4 separate regions of the Mus musculus genome follow, and all the other regions are linked to region 1. Evidence: chromatin contacts called from public HiChIP or PLAC-seq data. All regions are on one chromosome and are shown on one strand. The core of a region is the stretch at or near the end of the contact, and the rest is flanking DNA. Distances in the headings are between cores, read along the strand shown. Region 1 holds the start of Zswim6 (zinc finger SWIM-type containing 6). Region 2 overlaps Gm41055 (a long non-coding RNA gene). Region 3 overlaps Zswim6 (zinc finger SWIM-type containing 6). Region 4 overlaps Zswim6 (zinc finger SWIM-type containing 6).

Region 1 (2,615 bases), core at 45-2,544:
GTGGCTCGGGGACCCGGACGCGGACGCCGCGGAGCTCGTTGCAGACACCTTAAAGCAGCCTGAGTACGAGGGGCCGGCCGGCTAGCCGGCCGGCCGTCGGAGCCCCGAGCGGAGCGGTGGCCGAGCGGGGTTGAAGGGATCGCCACCACCCCACCTCGGACCGCGGGGCGCGGAGCAGCGCCAGAAGAAAGGACGCGAGCCGGGCAGTGCAGAGCGAGCGCCCCGGTCGGCATTGTCTGCGGCCCGCGCCCCCTCCCCCGCGCCGCACGCCCCAGCCCGAGCCCCGCGGCCACCCGCGCCTTTGTCCACGCCCGCCCCGCACACCCGCACTCAGCCTGCCGGACAGACGACCGGGACGCCGACACCCACCACCCCGCCACCGAGGGGCGCGTCCTTGCTGATTCATTTCCCACTCGCGCTAGCCCGTCCGGGGAGACGGGGGCGGGGACCAGCGGGAGGAAATGGGCGCTCCGCTCCGGGGACCGTCCGAGTCGCCCGCTGCTGCACCGCGCGCGCCCGACCCGAGGCGGCCCAGGGGATCGGAGGGGAGACCCTGCCCTCCCCCACCCCCGAGGGACAGGAGGACAGACCGAAGGACCGACGGCCCGCGGCAGCCCCGTGACTCACCGACTTGCAGGACGTTGTCTACGCAGCCACTCTCCAGCAGCGCGATACCCCGGCGGAAGGGCAGCCGCGTCTCGTCGCCGCCGTCCGCAGCGCTGGCCGCCCCCACCGACGGGGTCCCGGTGCCCGCGGCGACGGCGGCGGCGGCGGCTGAGGTGGCGGCCGGCGAGGATGAGGAGCCGCCGCGCCGCCGCGCCGCGCCCGTGCTGCCGCCCGCCGCCGCCGCCGCTGTCGTCGCCGGGGCCGCCCGCGGAGCCGCCGCCGGTGTTGAAGGACGAGTACATGCAGATCTCCCGCTCACTGCGGGGAAAGGACCAGTAGACGATGCGGCGCTGCACCGGCTCCGGGATGCGCTCGAAGCGCTCCTCCACGCGCTGGAACGGCCACTTCTCCGCCACCCTGCGCGCTGCGATGTCCAGCAGAGACTCGGGGCTTTGGGTCTTGCCCGGCGGCAGCAGCCCCAGTGCCGCGCCGCCCCCGCACGCCGCCGCCGCCGCCGCACCGCCCGCCCGCGGGCCGGGCCGACAGGCAGAGCTGTAGCCGCCACCCGCGCCGCCGCCGCTGCTGCCCCCACCACCGCCGCCGCCGCCGCCGCCGCCGCCCGGCCGGCAGCAGAGCCGTTTCGCGGGAGGAGGCTGCTGTCCGCGCTCCGCCATGACCGCGCCGCTTCTAACCCGACAGCGGAAGTGCCGGGACCCTATAAACGGCACAAGGAAGCGCGACACGCACACGCCGTGGCGACGCCACGCTGCCATCTAGGGCCCGCCGCTCCTTGTAGGGGCACGGGAGGTGTGGCCTAGGCCGTGACGACATCGCCGAGGAGGAGCGCCGATAGGGAGAACCTAGGGGAGGGGGCGGGGCCTATGCAAATCACTGGGCTGAAACATAAATAGAGCGCTCCGTGGACACGGGGGTGGCGGGGGCACCCGGGTTGGGTGCCCGGTGGGCTGTGAGAATGTCAGGCTGCTGTGACGCGGGAGGCGGGGCTCAGGCGGGGTTTCCGCGGGAGGGGTCGGGCCGTCTGCCAAGGGGAAGGGTGGGTGGGTCTCTGCGCCCCCTGTCTACTCAACTTAGCCCTCCAGCGCCCTGCCTCCTTTTGATGTCCGCCGAGCGTGGACGCTCCTCGTGGGTCGCCGCGGGGCGGGGAGGGGGGAGGGTTCCGGACTAAATGGAGGGCGGGCCGACTGCTCGATGCCCCACCCCCCAGTCAGCCGGCCCCGCGGGGAAAAGCCTCTGGGCGGAGGAGGCGCTTTCAAAACAAAGAAATGCTGCGTGAAGCCCCGGGGACGCGGCCGAGAGGAAGGCGGGGGAGGCGCGGCCCAGGCCGCCTGCTTTCCTTCCAACCCGGCGAAGCGAACTTCCCCCACCCTCGGCCGTGGCTGCGGCGCAGGGGGGAAAGGGAGGAGGGCTGAGCTCAGCCACTGTTTTCCACTTCACTTTTCGCCGACCCAGGTGGGGAAGGGGCGCGGCTGCCCCGCGTAACTGCAGCGCACCCAGCCCTGAGCCCCGGGTTCGCTCCGGCCCGGTGACACGCCAGGGAGCCGAGTCGATCGAGCGCCCGGACACGCGCAGCGCTCGGATGCTGCCCCGCAGCCGCTGGACGCGCGTCCCGAGCCGGCCGCGCCGCCCTGCCCCGCCCCGCCCTCGCACTCTTTCAGTCCTTCGGGCCAAGAAGCCGGCCCGCCCGGCTTCACCCCAGAGCCCCAGTCGCCCTCTGCCGCGACCTGCTGCAGACCCAGGGGGTCGGGCCGCTCACTTAGAGCGCACACACGGGCAGAGAGGATCGCGCAAACTCTCCAACGCGAGACGGTTGTCGCTCACGGCCGCCCGGTGGCGGACAACAGCCGCGGGCGCTCTGGAATCTGCGGCGGGGCTGAGACCTGGAGTCCTTGGCGCTCCGGACGCGCGCTGCGCTCCCTGCAGCATTGGCGGCGCCCGACCGGCGGGTCCTCCCCGCTGCAGGGCAGCAGGAGAGCGAGCAGCGCTGGGAG
Region 2 (2,615 bases), core at 52-2,551, 130 kb after region 1:
TAAGGCACACTGTTTATGGCTAACAGAAACTGTGTGAAAAGTTCAGCCTCAGTAGCCTCTCATCACGCATGCCTGAACAAAAGGATGTTCTCTACCAGAAGAGTGTGTTTGAGTGTGTGTGTGTGTGTGTATGTGAGTGTGAGTGTGTGTGTGTGTGTGTATGTGAGTATGAGTGTGTGTGTGTATGCACATGTGTGCACACACATGCACATGATATTTTACAAAAATTATCACCTTGATCATGGTATTTCACAATGTTACATCATTCGATCTATACTTCTTCTAGTCTGAAGTTTGACTAATAACAATTTTGCAGGTATTTTTATTGAACCTTTGTTTGGAATCAAACAGTAGCACAGCTGTGTTTTTAGTTCATAATTTTTCAGAGTTTGAGGACCATGTACTATGGATATTGGTCTACTAAAGCCAATGCAAGTGCAACCCATACCCATTCCCACCCTTTTAACTGAGAAAGAGAGGAGGGTGAAGAAGCTGGGCGTGGTGCCACACACCTTTAATCCTTCGAGAGACCAAGCAGGCACATCTCTGTGAGTTCAAGTTCTACATGGTGAGTTCCAGACTAGCGAGGGCTGCACTGTGAGACAACAACAACAACAACTACTACTACTACTACTACTAATATTATAAGTAGTAGTGGAAAGAATTTGCTAAAAATTAAATTGTTGAGTCAGTAGATTATGCATAGGATGAGTTTTAGGCACGAGTTTCCCCTGTGCTCGGTTCTGTAGTTATTTTTACTTGTTTCTGATAACACCTTTTAACTAACATATAGCTTTTAGTTTTACTAAATTTTTAGAGTTTACAAATAGTTTAAAGGGTCAAACAGGGCTGGTGAGACCGTTCTGCACATGAGGAAAGGCACTGGCCACGAAAGCCAAAAGCCCTGAGCCCAGTCTCTGGCTCCCAGGGAGAAGGAGAGAAACAGACCTTGGCACACAGGCCCACTCCCACATCCCACACGTAATAACAAATTAAAATTTAAATATAAGTATAGAGAGTCAAGCAGCTTTCACAACCTTGTTTCAAATATCCTCTCTCCCTCCCAGCTCCACTGAGCACACCTGCTGGCAGCCATCTTTAACTCTGTCTGGCTGCATACTCTGTGTTTCTTCTTAGTTCTAATCCATACTGTCATTTCTCAGTTTTTCCATGCCAGACATTATCTGTCGATTTCCCAATAAAGAAAATAAGGATCTGGTCCTCATTACTTCCTGCTTGGCCTCAGCTTCATGCTCTACATCTTCACGTTTGGCTCGGTGACAATGGCTTAGGTCACTATCCTGCCCGTACATTACTTAAGTGCTCTTGTCCCATGCTGAGTAACACACTATGACTTTATTTCCTTCCTACATATTTTTTTTATTGAAATTGAGGTTCGTGGGTTATAGTAAAGGGACATGTGACACACACTTGTCATCGATCTGCATTTGGCTTTCCTTCCTTTCTTTACTTGATTAACTGTTCTTTTGTGTGTCCACGTGTTACTGTGTGTATAGGTGCACGTGCGTGTGTGTACGGGTGGGTGTGCTCACGTGTGCATGCATGTGACGGTCAGAAGACAAGCTCATACTCACACTATATTCACAATTTTTATTTTTATTTTGGAAAGAAGCCTTGGACCTCTTAATCAGCTAGGCCAGCTGGCTAGTAAGCTCTGATGAATCCAGCGGTCTCTGCCTCCCCAGCATTGAGAGTACAAACAGCCATCATAGCACGGGGTGTGAGTGTGTGTGAGTGTGTGTTTGTGAGTATATGTGTGTGAGTGTGCGTGAGTGTGTGTATGTATGTGAGTATGTCTGCATTTGTGTGTGTCCCCACATGGGTCTTGGGGCTTGAACTCATGTCCTTGTGCTTGCAACTAAGAATCTCACCAGCCCTAATTAGCTGTTTGCAGTAACGAGCCTTCATCTAATCACTTCTTAAATTACATTTCCTAGCCTTCTCTCTCCCCTAGCCCTTTTCTTTTTCCTTTTTAGGGAACACTCATTACTCAGGTATCAAATCTTTTGCACCGGTCTTCAATTTTTTTTTTATCTTTTCCTTCCTATTTTTAAAAACAAAAACAAACAAACAAACCAACAAACCAACCAGTGCTCGGAACTATTTCCTAAATTCTACTCTTTAAGTCTACCTTCAATTTATCTAAAGCATTTGAATGTGGTGGTAGGCATAATTTTAGTTTTTAAAGAAGCTAATTAATTTTTCTGTGTTTGCTAAGTGCCTATCTGTTTTTAGGATAGCATCATTAAAAAGAAAGAAGGAAAGAAAGAAAGAAAGAAAGAAAGAAAGAAAGAAAGAAAGAAAGGAAGGAAGAAAGAAAGAAAAGCACACGCATGTGCATGCAGCGCGCACACACACACACACACACACACACACACACACGCACACCAAGTCTTGTAGTATTTGAAAGTGTTAATGGTCGTTGCCATCTCCCTTAAGTGACTCTGTTTCCTTTGAGATTTTGGGGAATCAGTCAGATCAGTTTCCTTGCCTTTTTCCCCCCATTGCCTGGTTGTTTGTTCAACCCCCAAATTGTCCATCAGAGAGCTGATTTAAAACCCCAAGGTTGTACTTCATTGACTAAAGCCACCCCT
Region 3 (2,615 bases), core at 46-2,545, 120 kb before region 1:
TGGTAATTAAGTCCAGGGAACAGGCAGCTCTTAGGGTTAATGTTAGGTGTGCCTGCCACAAGTCAGCACGGGGCTGCTCTTTCAAGCCACAAGTTATTTCTAAGATCTGCTTTCCAGAGACTACCTGTGTCACTAATGAAGCCTGTAAGTGCAGACGTACATCTTCCATAGACTGCCAAAGGCAAGGCCCTTATCAAACCTGCAGCCGTTCCACCAGCACCAAGGGCTTTCTTCTCTGTCTTAAGATTGCAGTCCTTTCTTTCCCCGACAGCTGCTGAGGATGCAAAGTTGCTCATCTTCAGAATACTGTTGTGTGTTTTGGAAAATGAGCATCACACACAGAGAGTAATATTAATATTTGAGAGACTGATTCATGCCCAAGATAAATGCATGTGCAAATGAGGTGTAACAGAAGGTCGTAACAGAGTGCATCTGTATCTATTCTGTCCCACAGTATGAGCATCAGGGAGAGAGTCACAAAGATTACCCAGACAGAATGAGTATCACAGGCACAGGAAATCCTAGGAACAAGGAGCCTCTCTGGGAGCTGGAGAACGGGGGAAGAAATGGGCTACTGCAACCAACTTTGCATATTTATATGAAAAGGAAAAGTTTAAAAAAATGAATGTGTTACTTTCAACTACTTCTGAAGCATCAACAGTGTGAAACTTCATAAATCACATCTAAGCAGAAAGTTACGAATCTTGGGAAGGGGGCTATCTGGTCCTCTGAAAAAGATTCTGTCATCTCCTGGCTGACAACCTGATGGCTCCAAGTCCTTTGCCAAGAAGCAGAGCTACTTGGCTAGGGTGCCGGTTCACTCTTAGCCCACGGAAGCTCTCGTGCCAGGAATCTTTTTTTTTTTCCTTTCTTGGTGCATTGGCCACTGCCAGACATGGACCCATCGAATCCACTGGTGCTAAGGAGTTAAGCATCTGAGATTTAATTTAACAGTTTCGGCTTTATTAAGCTGTCACGGAGGGAGCGGCCCCACGTTGATAGCAGGAGCTACTCCAATTACGGCTTGGTTTAGGGTTGACAAGTGTAATGATTCATCCGTGGCACATGAGAAGCAATAAAAGGTTGTTTTGCATTACAGCTTTAAAAATGTGGGCACTTTTTCCATTTAATTTGTCACTTAGCTTTTGCTAAGAGGACATTTAAATTGCAGTAAAAGGCAAATGGGGCTTTTAGTTTAAATGTAATCCCCATATTTAAATGATCTGTAATGGTGCAATGTTGGAGTGGGAACACTATTGTCTCACAGTGGGTCCTGATGGTGACATGTGACATTTGTATTCAGGTCCTGTATTATCCATGTGGCTAAAGGGCTTCCAATTTCATTTCACAGCCAGAAGCCTGCAGAAAACACCAATTAACTTGCAGATCCCATTTGCCGACAAAACTCAGCCTCTCTTCAATGTCTGGCATCTGGCAGTGCTCAGCATTTAATTCCAAAGCAGCGCCTTGAAGCAATGTGAGCCCTGTGTAGGGGCACAAAGTCAAATTCCCCCATTTTATTAAGAAGCAAAAGCCTTTCCTTTTGGAGTCTAGAAGGAACTTTGAGTTAATTTTTTGGTGAACAGATACTAGGATGTGATCGCTACTATGACTTCTGTGGGGGATTCCTCACAAACTTTAGATCCCACAACAACGGCCTGTGACCTCCACTTGGCATCAGAGTACACAGGCAGAGTTCACTAGTCTACCAATGATTTCAGGGAGGGGCTTGGGGGAGGGAGGAGGTGAGAGAGCGCGCGTGTGGGTTTTTGTGTGAGTATGTGTGTGTGTGTTTGTAGTTGTGTTCTTGATCCTTGTCTGCAATCAAACATCTTGAGTAAAGCCTGGGTCTCTGTAGAGCAGTCCTGTCTTGGGAATATGTATCAGCTGCCAAAAACTTCGGCCCAGTGAGAAGTCCTACTGCTGACTGATGGTCTCGGCATACATTTTCCAAAGCCAGCATGGAAAGGTGAGATGTGACTACAGATTAAATGTGAATCATGCAAACTTCACTCTACATTATCATTTGTATTCTTTCTTTCTTTTTTCTTTTTTTTTTTCTCTTTTCTTGGCACTTTGAAAATATTCAAGTGGCACTTGTTTTCCTAACCAGTTATTTATGCTTTCATATTTCTGAGTACCACAGCTTAAAATTTTATACACTTCATAGTAATCCAGTATTTTCCCTACACGATCCCCTTCGTTATTGGTTTTCAATGCTAGTCCTTTTTCACCTTTATGAACCAACGAGTGAATCCAACATGTACAACAGAGTCACAAGCTAAAAAGGCCTCATTTGGAAAGCTAAATCATTCACTTTGTTTACTTAAACCACGTATTACCCTTTCTTCTTCAATTCCACACTGTGCCTCAAACCTCCAGGCAACACATGGAAGCTGCTTACTGTTCACAGATCGACTTACATTTGACTGGGGTGGGGGCAGCTACTATCAGATTTTCAGGAGATCAAGTAAAGTACGGGACACAATACGCTATTTTTAAGAAACACTGGAGAAAAACATTCACAGATACACTTTAATATTTGGCAAGTAGCAGACCTACTTGTATAGAAACAAACCCACCAGAGTATCTACCAAGAGTCACGTTCCTGGAGA
Region 4 (2,615 bases), core at 34-2,533, 80 kb before region 1:
CATGTCAAGTACCATCGTATAAAACAAGACAACACCCAAGTCATCTCAGATTCTAAATAATTATTTTCAAGAAAAAAAAAAAAAACAGACCAAAGTTTCTTGGAGAAAGGGCTAGAACAAAGAACATGGAAAATTTAGTACCAGAAATAAAGTTAAAAAAAAATTAGGAAACTGTTACAACATGGGAAAGCCCCACCACCACCACCCCATGACCAAGCTACAACTATCTGAAAAGCAAGACAGCAAAAATAACAGATTCTAAATAAAAAAATTAAGTAATCTATGGGTCCGTACTGACCTAACCAAACTACTGAATAAATGAACAGGGGAGAGTGGACATGTCTTCCTTACAAAACATTTCGATTGGGCAGAGAGACTTGGGGGCGTGGGTAAGATCACAAGGACACCAAAGCAAACTGGTGCCGGCATGAAGCTGACGATAAAATTACTGAGTGAGGAAGTATAACATTCAAATAACCTCAGAGTATTCCCTCTCCAAATATTTGTGGACATCTATCGATTTCAGCACATATCTACAAAGGCTTTGGTAATCCTCCCACTTGTAGGGAGAACTTAATTTCCCCCTTCACTTGGGTGTGGCTGGACTCTTCTATTATAGAAGCATAAATATTCTTAAAAATTACTAAGAAAGCAGATGTGCACTATTTTCACTAGAAAACAATAACTATGTGAGGTAATATTTGTCAGGTACCCAGATTGAGTCATTTAACAATATACATATACTTTACAATGTCATAATCTTTTTAAAAAGACTTTAAAGAAAACATGAAAGGGGAAATGTAGTTAACTCTAAGGTGGAAAACCCTGGCATGGATAAATGATGTATCAAGAAGTCTTTTTGGTATCATCCACACCCTGACATAGTCAGAAGTATACAAATTTAAATTCTATTGTATGTTTACAAAAAAAAAAGTGCCTCAATCCAATATAAAAGGATTAGATAAATTGAGAGATCACTTTCAAAACATGTAACCAGTCAGTGTCAGGATCGGGGTTGCTCCACAAGTGGGAGGAGCTGAACTGGGATTCCCAGCACACACCTAAAAGGCTGGGCAAGGAAGCACGGGCATGCAGATCAGGAATGGTGAAGATGGAAAGCACAGACAGACGGGTCCTGGGGAGCTACAGGACTATCTGGTCTGGCCTTCAGAGCCAAGTTCTAGGTCCGTGCAAGAGGTTTAGGAGACATGAAGACTATGCAATATAGAACCCCGAGCTTGTTCTTCAAGTGCATAGAGGAATTAGTAAAAGCAATGGGGAACTTAGAACAGAGTCTGAGTTGACTACATCATTGTGCCAAGGTAATTGCTTGCATTTTGATAAAAGGACTGTAGTAAATAGCTGTATAAAACTGAAGAACTAAGGCCAATGGAGACAGCAAAACCAAGCCGTAACAAGTTTTAAAGAGCTTCAGCCCTTCCTACAGATCTCCTGAAATGAAAGGAACAAACTTTTAAGCAAAACTCAGTTTGGCTTCTAAGTAACAATGCAGACCATCCAGTAAGTTACTCCACGTCTGGTACTCTCACTTCCTGATTCTAAGACATTTCTGCCACAATGCCAAGTTTCTTTCTGAAAGGCCTTAAGGAAGCTCAGGTTTGCCCTAAACAGGAACCGAGCCCCAAAGCCCCTCCACTGTGCAGTTGTGAGCAGGCTAAGTCACTCGTAAGCCAAAGTCCTCCTTATTGATCACAATGAAAACCCTGCACTACTAGGCAGATGCTCAGCCTCGGTCAGGGAAGCAGGGCAGTCTAGAGTGGCAGGAGCTTCCAACCATGGAGCCTGGAAATGGACTTCTTGGAACCACATTATCCTTAAACAAACAAACTTCAACTCAATAAATAAAATTACAGATAGCCGTAAGAAATACACCCTGCCACTCAAGTTTTCCCAAAATGGCCAAGGCCAAACGGTCCTGGAGCTCCTCCCTGCTGCACTCGGTTCTCCCAGGAATGCACGTTTCGCCCTGGCCCCAGGCTTTGCGCTGCATTCTGCTCCCTCCACAGTGGTCAGAGCACTGTTTGCTCGCCCTTTGGGAGTCCTGTAAATATTTAGCAAAAACAATCAAATGGTTATGAAGCTCAAACATTCATAAGCTTATCAACATGTGTTAAAACACCCCCTCGGTGCTCCCTTTCCGACATGGCAATAATTCCTATTCCACCCCTCCCAGGCTTTGAGGAAGGAAAATGTAACATAGATGCTCCAGGCCCAGGGACCAGTGTTAGAGGATTCCATGAGTTCCCTGTGTGCTTCTCTGCAGGTGGCATTTCAAACAGAGAATGCCACAATATCCTGTCTATACCTGCTACTCTCTATTCCTATTGATGTTGTAGTTTTCTCAAGTTACTTTAGTATCTCTAGCCAAAGCAAGCATCAATGAGTTTCAATTTCTACCTATGGCCTTAACCTTTCTCTTCATTCCTCTGCCAAATACGGCCCTCTCTGTTAATCCCATTCACGACCTCTCTAAAACACAGTTACCTAGACTCCACTGCCCCTCACACACACAAAAGTATTCATTCTCTTCTGTGCACCAACGCACTTTTTGCACATTCTTCTTACCACTGTTAGCACAAACACTATAGTGAATT

The links. HiChIP or PLAC-seq counts read pairs in DNA pulled down with a chosen protein or histone mark.
Region 2: an H3K4me3 HiChIP or PLAC-seq map of bone marrow-derived macrophages shows a contact between it and region 1, with 5 times the contacts expected there. The contact joins the enhancer-like site here to the promoter of Zswim6 in region 1. A contact is called at or near these places in 2 of 39 promoter capture datasets (epiblast stem cells and liver), 1 of 15 datasets of contacts at CTCF or cohesin (CD8 T cells), 4 of 484 Hi-C or Micro-C datasets (bone marrow-derived macrophages, macrophages and nephron progenitors), 12 of 115 datasets of contacts at active chromatin or transcription factors (bone marrow-derived macrophages, craniofacial prominence, embryonic forebrain and 8 more) and 2 of 9 other capture datasets (adipose tissue and embryonic stem cells).
Region 3: an H3K27ac HiChIP or PLAC-seq map of stem cell-derived neural progenitor cells shows a contact between it and region 1, with 4 times the contacts expected there. The contact joins the enhancer-like site here to the promoter of Zswim6 in region 1. A contact is called at or near these places in 12 of 39 promoter capture datasets (the 3T3-L1 cell line, 3T3-L1-derived adipocytes, the HPC-7 cell line and 5 more), 22 of 484 Hi-C or Micro-C datasets (the AML12 cell line, the HPC-7 cell line, astrocytes and 12 more), 18 of 115 datasets of contacts at active chromatin or transcription factors (CD8 T cells, bone marrow-derived dendritic cells, bone marrow-derived macrophages and 10 more) and 3 of 9 other capture datasets (adipose tissue, liver and pancreatic islet).
Region 4: an H3K4me3 HiChIP or PLAC-seq map of bone marrow-derived macrophages shows a contact between it and region 1, with 2.6 times the contacts expected there. The contact joins the enhancer-like site here to the promoter of Zswim6 in region 1. A contact is called at or near these places in 9 of 39 promoter capture datasets (the 3T3-L1 cell line, 3T3-L1-derived adipocytes, the HPC-7 cell line and 3 more), 19 of 484 Hi-C or Micro-C datasets (CD8 T cells, DN3 thymocytes, the HPC-7 cell line and 9 more), 11 of 115 datasets of contacts at active chromatin or transcription factors (CD8 T cells, bone marrow-derived macrophages, cardiomyocytes and 5 more) and 1 of 9 other capture datasets (adipose tissue).

The regions. Positions count from the first base shown.
Region 1 is chr13:107,888,770-107,891,384 of GRCm38.p6, forward strand. It overlaps Zswim6 (zinc finger SWIM-type containing 6), which reads right to left and starts at 1,295. Exons shown (of 18, transcript NM_145456.3): 1 at 835-1,295; 2 at 825-833; 3 at 817-822; 4 at 812-814; 5 at 628-809. The coding sequence starts at 1,280.
Region 2 is chr13:108,014,075-108,016,689 of GRCm38.p6, forward strand. It overlaps Gm41055 (a long non-coding RNA gene), which reads right to left. Exons shown (of 5, transcript XR_003950673.1): 5 at 1,598-2,615. Among named protein-coding and RNA genes, the nearest start is that of B230220B15Rik, 16 kb to the left of the region's middle. Within about 2 kb of position 1,302, at least 12 of the 459 cell types and tissues checked have an H3K27ac peak or open chromatin away from gene starts, as enhancers often do. A contact at or near this core is called in bone marrow-derived macrophages and kidney, where this site is marked.
Region 3 is chr13:107,766,071-107,768,685 of GRCm38.p6, forward strand. All of the region lies in intron 8 of Zswim6 (zinc finger SWIM-type containing 6), which reads right to left. Among named protein-coding and RNA genes, the nearest start is that of Gm52061, 78 kb to the left of the region's middle. Within about 2 kb of position 1,296, at least 30 of the 459 cell types and tissues checked have an H3K27ac peak or open chromatin away from gene starts, as enhancers often do. A contact at or near this core is called in cerebral cortex, embryonic basal ganglia, muscle stem cells and 3 more, where this site is marked.
Region 4 is chr13:107,809,013-107,811,627 of GRCm38.p6, forward strand. All of the region lies in intron 5 of Zswim6 (zinc finger SWIM-type containing 6), which reads right to left. Among named protein-coding and RNA genes, the nearest start is that of Zswim6, 80 kb to the right of the region's middle. Within about 2 kb of position 1,284, at least 56 of the 459 cell types and tissues checked have an H3K27ac peak or open chromatin away from gene starts, as enhancers often do. A contact at or near this core is called in adipose tissue, bone marrow-derived macrophages and microglia, where this site is marked.